Regions from separate parts of the Sus scrofa genome. Here region 2 is linked to region 1. Evidence: chromatin contacts called from public HiChIP or PLAC-seq data. All regions are on one chromosome and are shown on one strand. Each heading gives the region's core, a stretch centred on a gene start, on an enhancer-like site or on the middle of the called end of the contact. The rest is flanking DNA. Distances are from core to core; before and after follow the strand shown. Region 1 holds the start of PON1 (paraoxonase 1). Region 2 holds the start of PON2 (paraoxonase 2).

What was found. HiChIP or PLAC-seq counts read pairs in DNA pulled down with a chosen protein or histone mark.
Region 2: a contact with region 1 is called in an H3K27ac HiChIP or PLAC-seq map of alveolar macrophages. The contact joins the promoter of PON2 here to the promoter of PON1 in region 1. A contact is called at or near these places in 2 of 5 promoter capture datasets (both in liver), 4 of 47 Hi-C or Micro-C datasets (liver and skeletal muscle) and 1 of 2 datasets of contacts at active chromatin or transcription factors (alveolar macrophages).

The regions. Positions count from the first base shown.
Region 1 is chr9:74,973,205-74,977,500 of Sscrofa11.1, reverse strand. PON1 (paraoxonase 1) reads left to right here and starts at 2,793. Exons shown (of 9, transcript NM_001097515.2): 1 at 2,793-2,954. The coding sequence starts at 2,881.
Region 2 is chr9:75,049,125-75,052,972 of Sscrofa11.1, reverse strand. PON2 (paraoxonase 2) reads left to right here and starts at 1,623. Exons shown (of 9, transcript NM_001123223.1): 1 at 1,623-1,696. The coding sequence starts at 1,623.

The DNA.
Region 1 (4,296 bases), core at 1,544-4,043:
GATCAGATCATTATCAGATCCTGATCTGATTTGCAATTTAAAAAAAAATTACTCTACCTTAAGTGAGGAGAATGAATCAGGGGCTTAGAGAGACAAGAGTAAAGAGGTTGTCTGAGCAAACAGTAGCCTGGTTCAGGGTGACAGCAGTGGAAATGGAGAGAAGTGGGCTAATTCAAGATTTATTTGGAAGTTGTGGGTTTTAAAGACCAAAGGTGGAGCTTAATTCTGCCTAGTTGTTGGCTTCTAGCAAAAAGTCTAGGGCAGACATGAAGGGATGTCACTTCTGTAGGTGGGTTATTAACAGACTGTGGCTTCTATCTGAGAGGCATACTCTTGCTCTTACCTTACGCTGCTGCTCTGTGGAGAGATCCATGAATCAAGGGACTGTAGCCTGACAAGAAGATGATCTCACCTCCTCCACTCCATTCCAGCAGAGCCCTCAGCTGAGACTACAGCTGTACTAGTCAGGGTTCTCCCAGAGAAACAGAACTGAGAGTATAGGACAGATAGACAGACAGACAGACAGACACAGATAGACAGGTAGACAGGTAGGTAGATAGATATATGGAAGAGATTTATTATGGGAATTGGCTCACAGGATTATGGAGGTTAATATATGCCATAATAGGCTATCTGCAAGCTGGAGAACCAGGAAAGCCAGCAGTATAATTCAGTCTAGCCTGAAGGCCTGAGAAATGAGTGGCCACTGGGTTAAGTCTCAGAGTCTGAAGGCCTGAGAACCAGGACTCTGGTTCTATATCCAAGGGCAGGAGAAGATGGATGTCCCAGCTCAAGTAAAGAGAAAGAGAGAAGTCATTCTTTCTCCACCTTGTTGTTCTATTCAAGCCCTCAACAGACTGGAAGATGCATGGCCCACAGTGATGAGACTGGATCTCCTCTACTGATTCAAACACTAATCTCTCCTGGAATCACTGTTGCAGACACACCTATGAAAGATGTTTTACCAGCTATCTGGGCATCCCTTTGCCCAGACATGTTGACACATGAAATTAACCATCACAGCAACTCTGTCAGTTCAGCTTCCAACTCATGAGAGACCTTGGGTCAGAGTAGCCAGCAATGTTATTCCCACATACCTGACCCATAGAAATTCTGACATAATGAATGTCTGTTGCTCTTAATTGGTATATTTTTATGCAATTTATTGTGCAGCAGTAGCCAATTAATACAGCAGTAGAGCCTATGACTCATATGTTTGGTTCAAGAAGGTGGGAGAGAAAGAGATGGGTGAACAAAAATGTCTAGACTTGGGGTCTGAGTGACTAGATAGCAGTGGTCCCATTTATTGAAGTGTGGAGGGCTTAGAGGATACAACATGTTGATGTGAGGGAATCAACAGTTCTGCTTTGGAGATATTTTGAAGAATATATTAGACTCTCCAGTGGGAGTGTCAACTAGGCAGCCAGTTAGCAGAAAGTGAGCACTCACCAGCCAGTCATTAAATGTCTAATAAGGGATCACTTTTTGCCAGCCTCTCTTCTACGCCCTGGGATCGCAGTGGGGAAAAGGCAAAAACCCTGACCACAAAAAGCTTACATTTCATTAGGCCACAACAGAGCATGATTGTATAAATAAATCAACAAGTTGATTTCAGAAACAATAAGTGACAGAAGAAAAAATGTGAGGATGTTTCTGGATGTGGCTTACGCCACTTTAAGTAGACATTTCCAGGATGATCTTTTAGAGCCACCATAAGAGGCCTGAGCTAGGTATGGACATTTTGGAAGCACCAGCGCACTGATGGTATGGAAACCCACTGGAATGAGAACTATCCAAGGGCTTCATCATGTTGAGATCAGTGACAGGAGAATCCTGCAAAGAAGACCAAGAAAGCTGGAGAAAGACTGGGAGAGGGTAGAATCATGAATCTAAGACAGGAAAGGATTTAAAAAGAAGGAAGTGGTGATCTGTGCCCAAAGCAGTTACAATCTGAGAATGATTTGCAAACTTGAATAGCACAACTGCATTACTCAATTAAGGCATTCACAGAGACAGCTTCAACTTCACGGGAGAGAACCTGTGTCCCACTTTTCAACAGGAACAATGTCAAAGAATTTGTAGCCATCATTTATCTGTTACAAGAGTTACTAAGATGGAAGCAACAACTGTTGACAAGTATTCCAAAGAGATTTTTTTTTAACAGAGGAGCAGAGAAAGAGAACAGTAAGTAGTTAGAATGTGAGATCAAAGAGCATTTTAACCCAGAAAACTATGAGGAGTGACACTAAAGCATGGGGGTATTTGACGGCAATACTCCAGAAAAGAGGAAGAGGTGGATGTTGTAGGAGAGAGAAATTGTAACTGGGACCAAAATCCTGAAGAAAAGAAAAAAAGGGGGCCCAGAGTAAAAAGAAGAGCTGGCCTTTAGTGAAGCAGGAAACACCTCACTCATGGTAACAGGAGAGAAGGCAGAGATGGGTATGTGGAGGCACCTCCTACTCTGCTTTGCTCAGTAGGGCTTAGAGGGCTCAAGCACAGCCCTCTCTTCCTTCTGTGCGTTTCCAGACTGAGTCACGGTGATCAAGTTACTGAACCCTTCTGAGCCACCAGGATTAGAAGCTTGTTAGCACAAAGTGAGCGCTCCTCAAAGCTCGTCTCTCCTTTCCCACAGCTATTTCCTCTAATCTGCTTGTTTTACCCCCCTTTTCACTCAGTCTAGGCAGCTCGTTCTCAGTCTCCTCTCTTTAAAGTGTCTCAGCGCTGACCTCAAGCCTGAGGTGCAGGGGGCGGGGTGAGCAGCCCGACGGGGAGGGGTGGGACCAACCTTGGGCAGCCTGAGGCTGCAGGCAGGAAAAGTCTCTGGTACATCTCCTATCTTGGGTGCATCTGTCTGTCCATTCTTCCAAGGTCTGTCGGACCATGGCGAAGCTGATGGTGCTCACCCTCTTGGGGCTGGGGCTAGCACTCTTCAGGGATCATCGGTCTTCTTATCTGTAAGTTGGGTTGTGCCGAGGGCTGCTGCATGGTCCTATCTGTCCCACCCTCTAGCCTGGCCCAGGAGGCTCCCCTGATTCCCAAGCAGGTTCCAGGCTCTCAGAAAATCTTCAGGCGAGTGCTGGCCTTATCTGCCACAGCAATTTCATAAATAGCCCACTTTCCCCAGCCACCTGGAAGCATACCCTTGCTCTCCGCCTGGGAGAGAGGTTAAAAAGACTCATGGGTGTGAGCGGCCAAGCTGTTGGCACACACAATTTTTCATGAATATAGGTGTATCTTGGCTAGATTCACTTCTCAACTTTTGCTTCAAAACAGATAACCAGAGTGGCAGGGGGCGGGAGGCATGATATTGTGTGAGTTAGAGAAGGAGTTCCTGCCTTGGCTGCCTGGACATTCTCAATTTTGAGGCCGCACTGTTAAGAGAGACAGAAAACTCGTGTGGGGAGAAGCAGGTAGGAAAGAATGGGCCACCTGCTCCAGTGGGGGCTGGGTGGGGCCAAGGGGAGAGAACACCAGCATTGGCATTTGACCTCCTGGGCTCTTGCTACATCCCTCCCACTGTGGGATCTTAAACAAATGACTTTATATTTCTAAATTATTAGCTGCTTCAATAAACCTTGTATCAGAAGCATCTAACACTGTGCCTGGATATAGTGACTATTCAATAAATGTTAGTGCCCTGCTTTCCTTAAAGTATTTTATAAACCTTCAAGTACTCACAAGGGGAAAAAAATGTTTTTAAGACTATATCAGGAGTTTCACAGTAACTTTTTTAAGGGTTCAAAGTCTAGAGATCATCTTAATCCCTAAGGCTTAATCAGTAATACCCTGTTGTTATTTACTTTGAAGTAAAACATTACTAAAAATCAAACTGAACATTTGGGTTTTTAGAAAAAAATCATATGACCCTATGGACTGCTAAGAAACTTAAATTCAGAGTAAGTTTTATAACTATTGGGGTTTTTTCTTCTAATGGTTGGTTATTTTTGGAATCACAAACTGTTAGAAAAACGTAAGAAAGAGTGATTTGGGGTTTTTAATCATGTAAAATTACCATATGTGGATTTTCATTGATCATAGTACTATTCGTTGCCAAATGAGAATATATCATGTATTATGTACATACATAAAATAGTAATGTATATAAATATATCATATTTTATATATATATATTTGTGTTCATTGTGGTATTACCTATAATGAAAATAAATGAGATATAAATGTCTGACACCCCTTCTAGGCTTTCTCTTTTTGATTCTCCCTAGGTTTGTTCTGCCCATATTTTTCAATCCTCCCCCCCCGACCACAGATGTCCTCTAAAGGGTTACAGATCTGCTA
Region 2 (3,848 bases), core at 374-2,873, 77 kb before region 1:
CTAGTCACTATCCCAAATCCTTGGAATAAGACTCTCAAACCTAAGACAGAAGCTCTGGCAATAGACCCAGGCCCTCTCTTTTTTAGGTCCTCACTCTAAATTCTGATTTCATATAAGAGATTCTTCTCTTCTCTCAAGACTGACATTAAAAACACCCCTAGAGAAGAGATCCCACTCATACCTACCCAGTCACAGGGTAACTATGGTGGAATTCTTAAGCAAAGTGGTCCATGGATAGAATTCCTGAGGGGCTATGACTTTGAATAATGAGGAAAAAATCTTGATTTCTAATGGAATTTAGCATCTCCCTCAATTATGAAAGTAGAAAACAGACCTCAAAAGCATTAGCAATACTTGTGACTTTGTTACTATTGTAAATAAGAGTTATTTTCTTTATTTCATTACAGTGTTGCAGATGTCCTGAAATAACATTTATGCTCATCACTGTTTGAAAGAATGGTATTAGATCTTGTGATTTAAAGTGTTAATAATGCAGCACACATTACACTACTATATTACTGCACAAACATGAGAATATTTGACAATTGCATTTGAATGTAATTGGTCTCCTTTGCCATCCCATGCGTTTTACTGTATGTACTTATAAATGTTACTCTGAGAAGGCATCTATAGGTTCACTGCCAGAGGGGTCCATAACACAAGAAAAGGTAAACCTCCTGAGCTTTCGAAGAACAACTATTTAGTTCTCTGTCTGCCATGGAATATAAACTAAAATCCCTCAAGACTGAATCAGACATGCACATACCGAAACAGAGGGGTCTTCCCTCGCTCCCTCCTCCCCTGTGCAGAGAGGGTGTGAATCTGGCATCTGTTTTTATTTATTGGTTGTTAATAACATTGATGTTTGTTGAAAACTGGCAATTGTGACCGTTTCTGCCTACATACTGTAGGGTGGAAATTAAGCGCTGGTAACCATCAGAAGCTTATTGCAGCTATACTCACTTACTGTAACTATCTCAATCTTAATGGGGAAGCTTCCTTTTTATAGTTTTTTTCTTCCTTTATGCATGTTATGGGTTTTTTTTTTTTTAAGTTTTGTTTGGTTTTTGCTCTTACTCCCATAAACTGAGTTTAGATCAAAACAGTGTCCAGAAGTGTTCAGACTTTTAGATCTCTTGTCTAGCGAGGCATTACTTAAAAACACGGTGTTCTCAGCTACATCCTGTTATAAAAAAGCAGTGACTCCAACGTGATGTATTTACAAGACATGACCGAGTATCTTTTCCTGTAATTAAAAAAAAAAAATCTTCATAACTGCCTGCCGGAAGATTCTGACAGATCGACAACATAAGGGAATGTCTTTGAAGATTAGAGAACTGAGAAGGCCTGTGTACTACTTCAGATTCCTGCTGGGTAGTCTGTTTGCAAAAGGAGATGAAGGACTTCATTGTGTCACAATCTTGGCTTAACCTGGGCGGGAAGGTGTCAGAAGAGTAGTTTAGTGGCGACAAAGGCCAAGGGCTGGGCCGAGGGCGGGGCTGCCGCGGCCCGCGATCAGGAGCCAGCCGGGCTCGCGGACCTCGGGGCGGAGCGCGGCCCGCGCGCTGGAGCCGGACGGCGGGCGCCGCCCACAGTGCTCCCGGGCCGGGCCGAGCGAGGCCATGGGGCGGTTGCTGGCTCTGAGCTTGCTGGGGATAGCGCTGGCGCTCCTGGGCGAGAGGCTCCTGGCGCTCAGGTAGGTGGGGCTCCCTGGGGTCCCTGCTCGAGGTGGCCGGGGTGCGGGCGAGCGGGGACACTCGCGGCCGGGGAGGAACTCTGCACCGCGCTGCTCCCCCTCCCCGCGGGTCGCCTCCACCCCACCCCCAGCTGCCAGCAAAACCCTGCACCGTTTGGGCTGAATCGCGAGACTTCCTAAAAAGTTTACCAGCCTTGGCTGTTCACAAAGTTCTTTTCTCCCCAGGCTGAAGAAGCGAGTTCTTTGGAGTTTACTCGAGGGCAAACCCTGTACTTTAACTTGAAAACAAAACTGTGACTCATGCACTGAAACTTTAATTATAAAGATTTCTTTCAGGTCACTGGTGCCGCTTCTCTTTGTTGCTCCAACCAGCCTCGGTCTTTAACAGAGTTGTTCTCCATCCCTCTCCTGCAGAGTTAGAGAAACTCTTCCGCTGCTCTCTAATCTTGGCGCAGTAGATCAAAGATACCCGAGATACTCAGCTAGTGACCTTACATCACTTCCGTATTTATCTTTTGGCCGGGAACCCTGAGGCTAGAATGCCAAACAGGACACGCCTAGTCCATCTCACATCTTCGGTATAATGAAGAAAACTCGGGGAGGCAGACGTCATAGTCTCCGAATTATCAACTCAAATTTTATAAGCTTCTAGGCGAAAGAATTCTAGAAATGCTGAGTGCTTAATCTATACCATGCTCTCTTGGGCTCCTGTAATCTAGTAAGTCACCGTCCTTACCCTTAAAAAGTTCATCCGATTATAGGGCAGAAGAGAAATAAAACAAATAGATAAATTAGGATGTTCAGGACAGGTACAAACCAATCCCTACAGGCTTGAGGAAGAGTTACAGTTCCTGAAGGTGGAGTTCAGGAGGAAGGGACTTTTGACATTGTCCTTGCGGGATGGGTGAAACAGATAGGAATTGTGCCTCAACAAAGGGAATGAGGTAGGGACTTTTAGATTTGAGGAGAGCAGAAAGTTAAGTGATGAGAATAGTACGGGTAGGGGAAGGATGGGGTTTGAGGTGGTTAAATATATGTTGGAAAATTGGGGCCTGCTTTGATAGGCAGAGCGGAACTATTTATTGTGTGTTCTATTTTTTAAACAGGTACCTGTTGAAACCATCTAAAGCATAACCAGTTGGGCTGTGTAGAGATGGCCTGGGAGGCTGGATTAGAGCAGAGTGGTGGTTCTCATGCTAACTGGGCTGCACTCCCAGCAATTCTGATTCTGTCCATCTGGGTGGGGCCCAGGCCTGAGTATTTTTCATTTTTAAAAATTCTCCTGATAATTCTAATATACAGTTAGAGCTGACAAGTACCAGTATAGAGGGCAAATAGACATGGGGATACTAGTTAAAGAACAGGAATTTTGGAGAGAATCACAGAGGCCTTAACTCTGAAACTCCAGGGATAAAGGGTAAGTCAAAGGCGATACTGGAGTTTCCGTCTCTGCGTCTTAGCCGTAGTTTCATCTGCTGATAAAAGTGCCAGGAGGAGGAACAGTGTCTAAGCAGCAGGAACAGTCAGAGTTGGAAGAGGAACATTTACTGGAAAGAAATAGACATCTTGAGCTTATTTGTGTGTTATGTAAATGACCTTCCTGCTTTGCAGAACATTTTTGAGTTGGATGATTTTGTATGATCTGTCTGTCCAGCTCTTGGTTTCAAAAGCAAGACCACTAAATTCTCAAGTTCATTAAATTGTCCCTAAAGTTCAAACCACTAATGTTTCTATGAGTTGACATTTTGTCAATTACCAGTCAATTCTTTCTTATTAATCTTAAGATTTTAAATTTAAGTCCTTATAAGTCACAAATGCAGTTGCAAACCTAAGAAAAAATAAATGAAGCTTATTTACATAGAATGCACATGGTAGGCAATTTAAAATTTAATGCATCTTTTCTTTACGAAGACAACTATAATAAACTTTATTGAGCAGTGACTTCATAGGGTAGTAACTTCACTGGACAGTTGATGCCTCTTATTGGCTGATGTGAGAAAGTTGGGATGAATGTTGGGTGGCTAGAAAGGCAGATAAAAATGCAGGACACCCAGTTAAATTTGAATATCAGATAAACAACCAATAATTTTTTAGTATAAGCATATGCCATGCAATACTTTGGACATAATTATACTAAAATATAATTCATTAT